Regions from separate parts of the Gossypium hirsutum genome. Here region 1 is linked to region 2. Evidence: chromatin contacts called from public Hi-C data. All regions are on one chromosome and are shown on one strand. Each heading gives the region's core, a stretch centred on a gene start, on an enhancer-like site or on the middle of the called end of the contact. The rest is flanking DNA. Distances are from core to core; before and after follow the strand shown.

Region 1 (5,752 bases), core at 614-3,113, 790 kb after region 2:
GAAATCATTCTCGGCTTGACTTAGAGCACGTTGGAGGCTATCAAGCACCCCATGCCTAAATGAATCAGACAACACTTCCACTTTACGATCCGCAGTTTTTTTCATCAAGCTTTCAGCACTTGCATAATTCTTGCCGTCAATCCTAGAAGTGGGTTTTGCCTTATTACCAACCAAACCATCATCATGAAAATATTCAAAACATCCATTTGCAGTGGGGATGTTCTGCTTCGATTCCCTGTCTAGTAAAGTAAAGTAAAATATTATAGTTTCATATAATGTGCCAGCAAGAAAATCAGCAGCATCCCTTCCATTAAAACCATCATAGATTGCACAAAAGAGCCACCCGTTCTCTTCAGAACAGACAGCTTGAACCCTGTCTTCACCAGCTGCTCCACCCGCCATTTGTACTTCCATAGCATTAAGGAAACTGTCAGTTCTAGAAGGAGCACTCATTGGTTTCAGTAAAAATGAGTCAGTTTCAGGTGAATCAAGTGGACTTGGTGAACTGCAACTTAAGTTTGAGATACTGCTTTGCAGCGAAGATGATAATATATCCAACCTTGGAAGAGATGGGGAAGAGGGAACCCTCCGAAATGATTTAGGGGAATCCAAACTAGGAAGAATCTCACCTCCGATCACACCATTACATATATTCGTGTTGGCCAATGTTGCATTGGCACTTAAGGCAGCACCGGACAAGCAAGAAAAACTGCCGGTCCTTGGCATTTCACTTCCTGACCAGATTTCACGCCCATTAGCCGCGCTACAAGGAATACCTCTGGGGCTGTTGCACTGATAGCCAAAACTAACCTTAATTTCTCTTTCAGAATTAATAAAATTTTCTCCTTGCATTATAGGCTGAAAGAGAGCATAAGATTCTATTAGCACGATAAGGGCTGGAAATTAATACAAAATTCTGTAATTTCATGATATAAATAACCAAGTAGATGCGCAATATTACATCTCTAACAGTTCAATCCAACATTTTATATGATCAAATCTGATGTAATTCTCAAAAGATAAGAATCAGAAATTAAGTCACCAAAGTGAACACAAAACTTCCATTACAAGAATTAATCATTCCTCTTGTTGCTAATAAACTAGCCTATTATAAATTCTTCTCGTGATAAACAGGACATTACGAATCCTTAAACCACAATACAACGAACTGGATCTGAATCATGACCATAGCATTAAAACCCAATTTCATAAAAGACTAAAGATTATCAAATGCTAATATTAGCTGTTAAACATATAAAAATGCACAATTTTTTGTACTATTCAACACTAAAACAACAAAAAACAGTAACAAGAGTAATAAAAAAAAAGACTACTTAAATCGAAACAACAAGGGATTCCATTATCAAGAAGTCTATCCACAGCAACTCAAACTAGAGTATGAACAATGAACTCTAATCTTAACTAGTTCACTAAAGACAACAAAACAAGATATTAAATCATTGAATTAAACAAAAGGGTAAAAAACAACAACATGGTATTGAAATGATGATAAAAAACTAAGGTATAGGTACAAAAAAAAAAAGAAAAGAAAAGAGGAAAGAGATCAAAAAAAGAAAAACCCACCACTGTGCTTGGATCAACAAGGTAAAAGGAAGGCAGAAAAGAAGGTTAAGTAAGGAGTTAGATTGGAATGCAGGGGCGAAAGTAAGTGAAGTTTGGGGGAAGCAAAGAGGCAAGAGATTTGGGTATAGGAGAAGGAGAAAAGAGGAGAACAGAGAGAGATTTAGTGGAGAATGAATCTGAAAGAAGGAGGAGCGTGCAATGCGTTGGTTCAATCGAAAATTGGATGGTTGGGAAACAAGGGGTTTTCTCTTTCTTTCTTTCTGCTATATTTGGAGGAATTCTTGTTTTTATATATACATTTTCCTTATTTTCCTTTTATCTTTTTTCGTTTTTGGGACTTTTTGTTTGGCTCTGATTTTGTCAGATTCTCTATTACCGGTAGTGCCGTTTTTCAAACTCTTCCCTTTTCAACTCTCTCTCTCTCTCTATGTATATCTCTTTTCTTTTCAAATTAGTAATTTTCAAAAATCATTTTAAAACTAATTTTAAACCTTTGTAATGCTAAACTATTAAAAAAATTTCATTTAAAATTTATATTTTGGGTTAAATTGTTTAAATTTGGTGAGTTTTTTTGCATTAGAGATTGATTTTTTTTGTCTAAATTAAATTTTGAAGTTAGCAATTGTTACTAAATTAAGACTTGAACTAAACAAATGTTTCTACTAGGTCTTGAATTTTTTTTTTGTCCAAGTTAATCATTGAACTTACATTAGGGCCTACACTTGGCAATTGTTTCAACATTAGAGCCTAAACTCTAAGGTTTTCAAATACTAGCTTGGACAAAAAAAAGTTCAAGCTCTAATATAAAAATATTTGTCAAGTTCAAAACCTAACTTGAATAAAAAAATGTTCAACCTTCAAGGTGAGAACATTGTCAAATTCAGAACTTAACTTGGATAAAAAAGAGTTTAGACTCCAATATTGAAAAAGTTGCTAAAGTTCAAACTCCCCAAAAGTAATTTAACTCTTTATATTTCAATGTCAACCGTTAAAAATTATAAAAATTATATTTATTTTTAAAATTAATTGCACAAGACATCCTCAAACTATGACTCTCATTCTAAATTGATCCCTTAATTTTAAAATATTTTAATCACATCCCAAACTATAAGGTTAATGAATTAGGTCCTTTCGTTATTAAATTTAACCATTAAATAACATATCAAATATTAAGTAGTTAAATTTAAAATGAAAATTTCAAAGAAATACAACATCATTACATAATTTTTAAAAGTAAAAAACTAAAAAAAATGAAATTGGAAAAAAAAAGTGAAAAAAAAAGTGAATGATACAGCTTCTTTAAAAGTTTCAAAAAGCTAAAAGCTAAGATTTTTAAAATATCTATTTTACAATATTCATTATTTCTTTTTTTTTAAATCATATAATATAAAATCTAACATGTCATCTACAAGTTAAATTAATGATTTTAATAATAACAATATCTAATTGATATAACATCGATAATTTAAGGATTTAATTAGAATAATTTAAAATTTAAAAAATAATTTAGAATGAGAGTCATAATTTAAAATTAACTCTTATTTTAATAAATTTTAAAGGATTATTATCATGTTGTATGTTAATAGGTTCAAATATTTAGGACACTTGGTTGAAATAGTACAACATGTTTTATTTTCTTAATTTTTTTTATTGTTTAAAAATAAATAAATAATAATTGTATACTAATTTTCGAATCCTTCAAAGTTAGAAATACTGTTAGTTAGTTGACAATTAGGTATTGTAAATAGCCCATTGTTTATATTTACGACTGGAGTTTTGTCTCATTGAGAGAGATTGGAGCACACGCATTATTATTATTATACAATATAGGATATATTGGTTGCAATTTGTTAAAGATTGGGACAATTTTTGGATTTTAAAAGAAACGATGAAAAAGGCAGCCAGAATTTATTCAAAGGTTGTAAAGTGCAGAGTCAAAATTAAAAGGTAGTGGTGGTGACTAAGTGAGTGGTGAGCATTCATCATATCTTCAGAGGTTCTCAACAACAGTACAAATGGCTGGTTTAGTTTTTTTTCAACCTCAAAGCAGCAGAATTTTCTAGGACTAAATTCGTAATATTGCGCTTTTGACTTTTCTATACATCTTTCATCAAGTAGAAGTTGCAGTAGAGATTGTTAGAGAGGAAGGCAAGATCCATAAACTTTTTTTGTGCCATCCAATCCACGAAGCACATGGTTAATGCAAATCGAACCACGAAACAACATCCTAATGATAGCAGAAATACCCCATGTCAAACTTAGATTGCCTCGAATCATGTTAATAGCTTTGAACAATGACATTTTGCCACCTCTTGAGCATTGATGCCGTCAATAACATCGCCATTGCTATCCCAATTGAGTTCGAGACGCCTACAAATGAAGTGACACAATTAATCTTTTATAGTATTTGTTAGAATCGACCCAATTAAACAACAAGTAAAAAAATAACAGAATAAATTGAAAAATTGAACACACAAAGTTAATGTAGAAAAACTCCTCCAAAGAGGATAAAAAACCAAGGACAATGATGATTTTACTATAATGGCAAAAGAACAAATACTACAAAAGATATAGATAAAAACTAAACCCCGAAAACTTGAAAACAAAGAACCCTCAAAACATAAATACAAAATTCTCTAAATGTGTTATGAGTTCTAATATCTAATGGTGTATTTTCTAAGGTTGTAAAAGAGCCTATTTATAGACTAAATTCAAATAATAATAAAATATTATAGATTAATCAGAGTTTGATTGAAATAAATAAACAGAGTTTAACTGAAAAATTATTTCTCAAATTTGACTGAAATAGGAGTCATACTCAACAAATTTCCACATTGACTCATATTTCCACAATGTCATATTTGCCAAAGCCCGCCATGGGCCTATCTTGAACATGTAGGGAATTAACTGAGTCGAATCTATGCTTAAAAACTTGAAGACTTCTAGCCTTCGACTTGTACACTGCCAAATTAAAACTAACCCGAGTCTGATTTTCACGAACACAATGCCCTAACTTTTCAAAACCTGTATCCAAAAGAGAACATCTCTTTAACGAAATGGTCATACATTTTCCCTCTTATGACCAAGTTGCACCTGCTCCAAACGAGTTGACTTCGACTCCATAACGGATGAGGGATGTCTGATTTCACCAGTTATTGTAGAACTTTCCAAAATATAAAGATTATCGGTTCTTTTACCTTTTAACAAAACGAGAGCTCCACGAGATACTTTAATGTCGCTTGACTCAATGTTGATTCTGCATTTTTCAAGTGGAGATGAGATTCTTTTGTAAATCAGGTAAATACCTGACATCTGAGAGTGTCTTAAGTGTCCCATCATGTATCCAAATTTTAATAGTACCAATACCAATTACCTTACTAGATGAATCATTTCCCGTGCGCATAACTCCACCTTCAACCAAACTGTAAGTGGAGAACCATTCTCTATTGAGATACATGTAGAAAAAAATCCCGAATCTAGGATCCACTCGGACGTAAGCTTGGAGTTATCGCTTATTGACACTAACAAGAAATCATCACCGCTCTCATCGGCCAAATTAGCTCCAGCTACATCTTTCTCGTTACTCTCAGCAACTCTTTTATTTCATAGTTTATAACAATCTACTTTGACGTGACCTAACTTTTTACAGTAGCGACACCTTTTGTCTCGTTTCTTTGATACTACCAAAATAGAAGCTTGCCTATATGCCTTACTATCCAAACCAAACTCATTTTCAAGTTTGTCTCTACTCAACAAATGACCCTTCACATTTTCAAACGAGAGTTTGTCTCTGTCATAAATCAGGGTCTCCTTGAAAGACTTGTATGAAGGGGGTAAAGAGCACAATAATAGCGTAGCCTGATCTTCATCATCAATATGAGCCTCAATGTTCTTTAAATCATTTAAAAGAGTAACGAATTGATTGATGTGATCTCTAAGAAGCTCACATTCGTTCATGCGAAACGTAAATAGACATTGTTTCAACACTAAACAGTTAGCCAGAGACTTAGTCGTATAAAAAGTTTCTAACCTTTTCTACAAGGCGGATGAGGTCTTCTCCATCAATACCTTCTGCAATACTGTATTCGCGATGCACAACTGGATTGCAGACAAGACCTTTTCATCAAGCTCTTCCCATTCTGTTTGATTTAGATTCTCAGGTTTTTTC
Region 2 (5,433 bases), core at 1,966-4,465:
TTTCTATTCAAAAATTGAAAAAATTAATCATTGCACATTATATTAAAGAGCAAAGTGGTCTATTCTATTAAAAATTCTATTCATTTACACTATTAAAAATTGGCACGTATACCTCGTGTCGACGTATAAGGGTAAATTTTTAACAGTAAAAATGAATGAATTTAAAAAAAAAATTACTCTTTAATCTAACATATAAGAGACTGCACGATAGATTTATCTAACTATAAACTACTTATTTGGATGTAAATGATATGACATTTTAGATAATTAAGTTAAACCCTTACAACCAATTTGCAAATTTTACATGTTGGTGAAATGGATATATATATATATATATATATATATGAGATAAGGAGTTCTAGTGTGGACTAATTAAAATTATTGAATTTGTTATAATCTTGTAATGTTTTCGGAAATTTTGACTAATTAAAATTATTGAATTTGTTATAATCTTGTAATGTTTTCGGAAAATTATTAAAAATTAAATAGTTTTGAAATATTTTTTTCAAAATTACTAAAAGATTTGACAAGTCAGTCTTTTGAGGTGGACAATAAGCTTTGTATAGAAATTTTCATGTATGACGGAAGTGTGAGGAAAGGCAAAATTTTCAAAAAGAAAAGCATCATAATTTTGTCCAACAAAGAAAGCAAGCAAACTAACCATTAGGATTTAAAAAAACAAAGGAAAAGATAGAAAGATTTGGCCCACCCTAATTTGCTAGATATAATCATGGGCTTCCTTGGTGCTCTAAATTCCCATTAAAATAATATAAATGATTTATTAATCCACTATTCATTTTTTTCAAAATTTTTAAAAAATTTAATTTATAAACTCCATCATATTTAACATGTTTAAATTTGAATTCAGTTGTTCATCATATTTTAAAATTGCAATTTTAATTTTTTTACTAAAGGGAAAAAGGAGAGTAATTTGCACTAAAGAAGAAAAAGGAGGAACAATAAATCTTGTTTGGAAAAAGGCTTTTTTTTTTCTTTTAGTTCATTGGCGCTGAATTTAGTACCTTTTATAAGTACTACTTATGGGCATAGGATCCACCTTTAGATTTTGATAAACCCTAGTCTACCTCCACTTTCACCTCTTCTCAAAAAGAGATTTCTCTACTTTTTCAAAGTTTCTCAATTCTAATGCTTGAATTTGTGGATAAGAGACTCAGTTTGTGGGCTCCACTACCTTATTTATCTTATACGAGTTCAATTTAGTTACTTTAAAATTTGAAGTCTTAATACTAAGACTTCTATATTAAAAAGTTAAATTAAATTTTTTTATTTAAAAAATGAGTAAATTAATTTATATTCGTTAGATTAAAGAATTAATTGATATTTTCTAATAAAAAAGTTCTCAATTTTTTTGTTAAAAACTAGTCTTACTGATAAAATAACATGACAACTTGTAAAGGCTAATTTTTAATAAAAACTAATTTGTCCATTTTTTGAGTGAAGACAACAAAATGCAAATCGATTTCTAGTACAAATAACTCCATGGTGCATTTACTCAAAGTCTTGTCATGTATAAGTTTAATTGAACTTTACAATCGATTTAGAATTTCTCAAGTTCTTAATGGAGTCAAGAAGATAAATAAAAAGCCACTGATACATTCAAACCCCTGTTGCAAAGTTCTAGTTGCTACTTGGTAGCCTAGTTAATGTGGATCAACAACATGCAGGAAGTTTCAATAACAAGTGTAAGTTAAATCGTTGTTTTTGAAATATTCATGTTGGGCACATATTCGAATATGAATGTCCTCTATAAATTTAGACACTGAGACTTAAATCCGAATAACGTAGAGTTAAAAAATGTTACAAAAAAATTATACTAAAAACTAATGTATTAGTGCCTAAAAGGTTAAGTTAGGATGATCAAAAGATACCAAAATAAAAAACTAAAAAAAGAGGGGATAAACAAAGGCAAATTGACAAAAATATCACTAGATTTGGTCTGCAGAAAAGGGGACATGTTAACTTCACCACAAAATGAAGATGGCCCCTACGGGTACTACTGCCACTCACTAAGTCTGAAAAAAAAACTGCAATGATACACAATTTTAGTGTACCATTTACCCACTACTAGATTCCATTCCCTTTTTTTTTTAACTCTTTTCCTTTTCTTCACATGTTCCATTTCATTCACTCATCATCTGATGCAAACTTACAATCAAACAAATTCACAGAAACACGCATGCATGCATGTTATGCTATGTATGTATGTAAAGACATGAAAGCATTTAAGCAGGTCACTTGATTGGGAAAGGCCAATTCAAGAGTGACCATTTAGACTACCCAATGGTGTGTCGAGTTCTCACATCAAACTGTTGCAATTCACGCCTGTTTTTTTCTTTTCTTAAAGAAAATACAGACGGTGAACTGTTAACAAAATGGGAAAGTAAGGACCACATTTTAAAATGAAAATGAAGTAAAGATAGGGACCATTGATGGTTCATGTGGTGGCTCGAGTTTGAGTTTTTTTAGATAAGAAGAGTCGGTCTCAATCTTATCCGAAGAAAATTTGAAGCTTCGTTTGCATTGATGGAGACTTGGGTTTTGTAACTGAGATTTTCAATATCTAACTTTTGAACCTTGGGCTTACCCAGGTGGGTTCATATACCCAAGGTGAAATCTAAGCCAACTGTACCGGAGTTCCAATGATTATTGCAATGAAAAATCTAATATTTTTTGTTTGGTATAATTACAAATGTGATATTCAGATAAAGCTTGATCAATAATGAGGAATTTAATATTTGAATTTAGTTCAAATGTTGAGAGAAAAAATTCATTTTCACTTCTTTCAATTATTTATTAGTACGAAGAGTTCAACATTTCACTTACAAAATCATGATTACTGTATAAATTTATTTAACAATGTATGATGATATTTAAATTATTCAAAAATATTTGGTAGATTTTCTTTCTAAAAAAAGTAATCCCACTATATCATATAGCCTATTTATTATGCATGTAATAATGTGTCACACTTTAAATTTAAAAAAAAAAATATTAAACCGAATTAACATGTAACATTGAACCCATGGTGATAAGATATTTTTCTGAAAAAAATCATAATTTTTAAAAATATATTATTTTTATAATAAAATACAAAATCAGCCTACTATTAGCTCCACAAATCATATTAACACTGCAACAATACAATGTGCACAACTGCTGATTTACTCCATCTGTAAGTTCATCAACCTGGGGGCGTAACCAAGTTCGTTCGTAGGGCTACAAAACAAAAGTGACATCACACAACTGTTAGCCCCTCAACTCACATTAACACTACAATAATGTACAAAACTACAGATTTTCTCCGTCTATAAATACAGGCTCCATCTGAGAGAACTTCCAAGTAAACCTGGTTACATATTTACCAGTCTTTCAATTCTATAACATGGCTCCAGTGCCTAGTTTACCAATTAAAGTTGGACATATTGATGATGTCCAAGAACTAAGAAAAGCTAAACCAGCCACGGTTCCTGAAAGATTTATCAGAGACATGGCTGATAGGCCAAAAGTTGTTCCAAATCTATCATCATCTCTTGACATTCCCATCATTGATCTTTCTAAGCTCATGAAAACAGACAAAGATGAAGTTATGCAGCTCAAAACTGCCTGTGAAGAATGGGGATTTTTCCAGGTACTGAAACAGTCAGATTGTCTTTATTTTGTTTTAAGTATGGAAGCTAATGACTGATTGCATTTCAGGTACTGAACCATGGGATTGATCTGAATGTTGTTGAAGACATCGAAAAAGTAGCCGAGGATTTCTTCATGTTACCTTTACAGGAGAAACAAAAGTATCCAATGGCTCCAGGGACAGTTCAGGGCTATGGTCAAGCTTTTGTGTTCTCAGAGAACCAAAAGTTGGATTGGTGCAATATGTTTGCTCTTGGTGTTGAGCCACCTTGTATAAGGAACCCAAAACTCTGGCCATCAAAACCAGTTAACTTCAGGTAATCACAAATAACACTAAATATGAACCTTGAAGTATACAGATGTAACTCTCTTTTTGTTTTTCAGAGAAGCTTTAGAAATTTATTCAAGAGAAGTGAGGAAACTTTGCAAGACACTTCTGAAGTATATAGCAGTGAGCCTTGGACTAAAAGGGGATGTTTTTGAAGAAATGTTCGGAGTGGCTGTGCAAGCAGTAAGGATGAATTATTATCCTCCATGTTCAAGACCTGACCTTGTTTTAGGCCTTAGTCCACATTCAGATGGAAGTGCCCTTACAGTGTTGCAGCAGGGAAAAGATAGCTCAGTTGGTCTTCAAATCCTTAAGGGCCAAACGTGGGTGCCTGTTAAGCCTATTCCAAATGCACTCGTCATCAACATCGGTGACACTCTAGAAGTAAGAAACCCGGAACCATTATGGATAAACACTCTGTTAATAACAATGTTCCAATATCAGTTCTGAAATTTCTTGTTGTACAGGTACTTACAAATGGAAAATACAAGAGTGTGGAGCATAGAGCAGTAACTCACAAAGAGAGAGACCGCCTTTCAATCGTCACTTTCTATGCTCCAAGCTATGAAATAGAACTTGGTCCAATGGCAGAACTGGTGGATGAGAAGAATCCATGCAGATACAGAAGTTACAATCATGGAGAGTACAGTAAACATTACGTAACCAACAAGTTGCAAGGCAAAAGAACCCTGGATTTCGCAAAGATCCAATCCAAGACCTCGAATTAACAAGGATTCCACTTTGGTCTCCCCCCCCCCACTAGATCACTATTCTTGTACTATTTAACTGTAAGAAATGAGCTTCTGTCATGGTGGACTGCGCTGTTTCTTCTGTAACAAAGTTTTCCCAAATGCATATCAGCTTATGGAAGCTTGGTGGGACCTTTGTTTAGTAAAGCTTTCTTGTCAAATTGTGTGCTTTGTCTCTAAACAACATTTTCAAATTAGTACCTGCAAGCTGATTGATAAAATAATAATGACCTGGTATCTAAGGAAAGAAATACCCGAACTTTATTGTCATCAAACAAGTAAATCAAATGTATTAAGCTCAGTATTCATCAATCATGTCACATCTAATTGTGTAAGCCCATTAGAATAATCCGCTAAGGAAATACAAGTTTAAGTACAAAATAAAATGTGTATAGTTTGGGGTCAAAATTACGGATTAGCCCTAATAAGTAAAGCAGGAAAAAGATGCCACTTTTTACTGTTTCTCTCATCACATTCATAATAAGCAAAGAAACATGGCAATCATATTAGTGAAGGAATCAAACAGGAAATCTGACAAAATACCATGGGTGTTCCATTGTTCAAGGGAAAAGAGAACCCCTTTTTTGCTTAGTGGCAAAGACAGGAGAGCCCACGCTCAATGATTTTTATATGCATGTATTTTAATGTGCATATAATATATATTATTTCTATAGGTGTGAGGGAAGCAAGTTGTGATGGATGACTTCT

What was found. A called contact is a pair of places that touch in the nucleus more often than the background predicts.
Region 1: a Hi-C map of leaf shows a contact between it and region 2, with 2.3 times the contacts expected there. The contact joins the promoter of LOC107896673 here to the promoter of LOC107896707 in region 2. A contact is called at or near these places in 7 of 34 Hi-C or Micro-C datasets (anther, callus, hypocotyl and 2 more).

The regions. Positions count from the first base shown.
Region 1 is chrA10:95,946,796-95,952,547 of Gossypium_hirsutum_v2.1, forward strand. LOC107896673 (probable protein phosphatase 2C 40) reads right to left here and starts at 1,864. Exons shown (of 4, transcript XM_016821901.2): 1 at 1,585-1,864; 2 at 1-858. The coding sequence starts at 852.
Region 2 is chrA10:95,159,540-95,164,972 of Gossypium_hirsutum_v2.1, forward strand. LOC107896707 (protein SRG1) reads left to right here and starts at 3,216. Exons shown (of 4, transcript XM_016821947.2): 1 at 3,216-3,649; 2 at 3,718-3,965; 3 at 4,033-4,360; 4 at 4,444-4,886. The coding sequence starts at 3,404. The coding sequence ends at 4,704.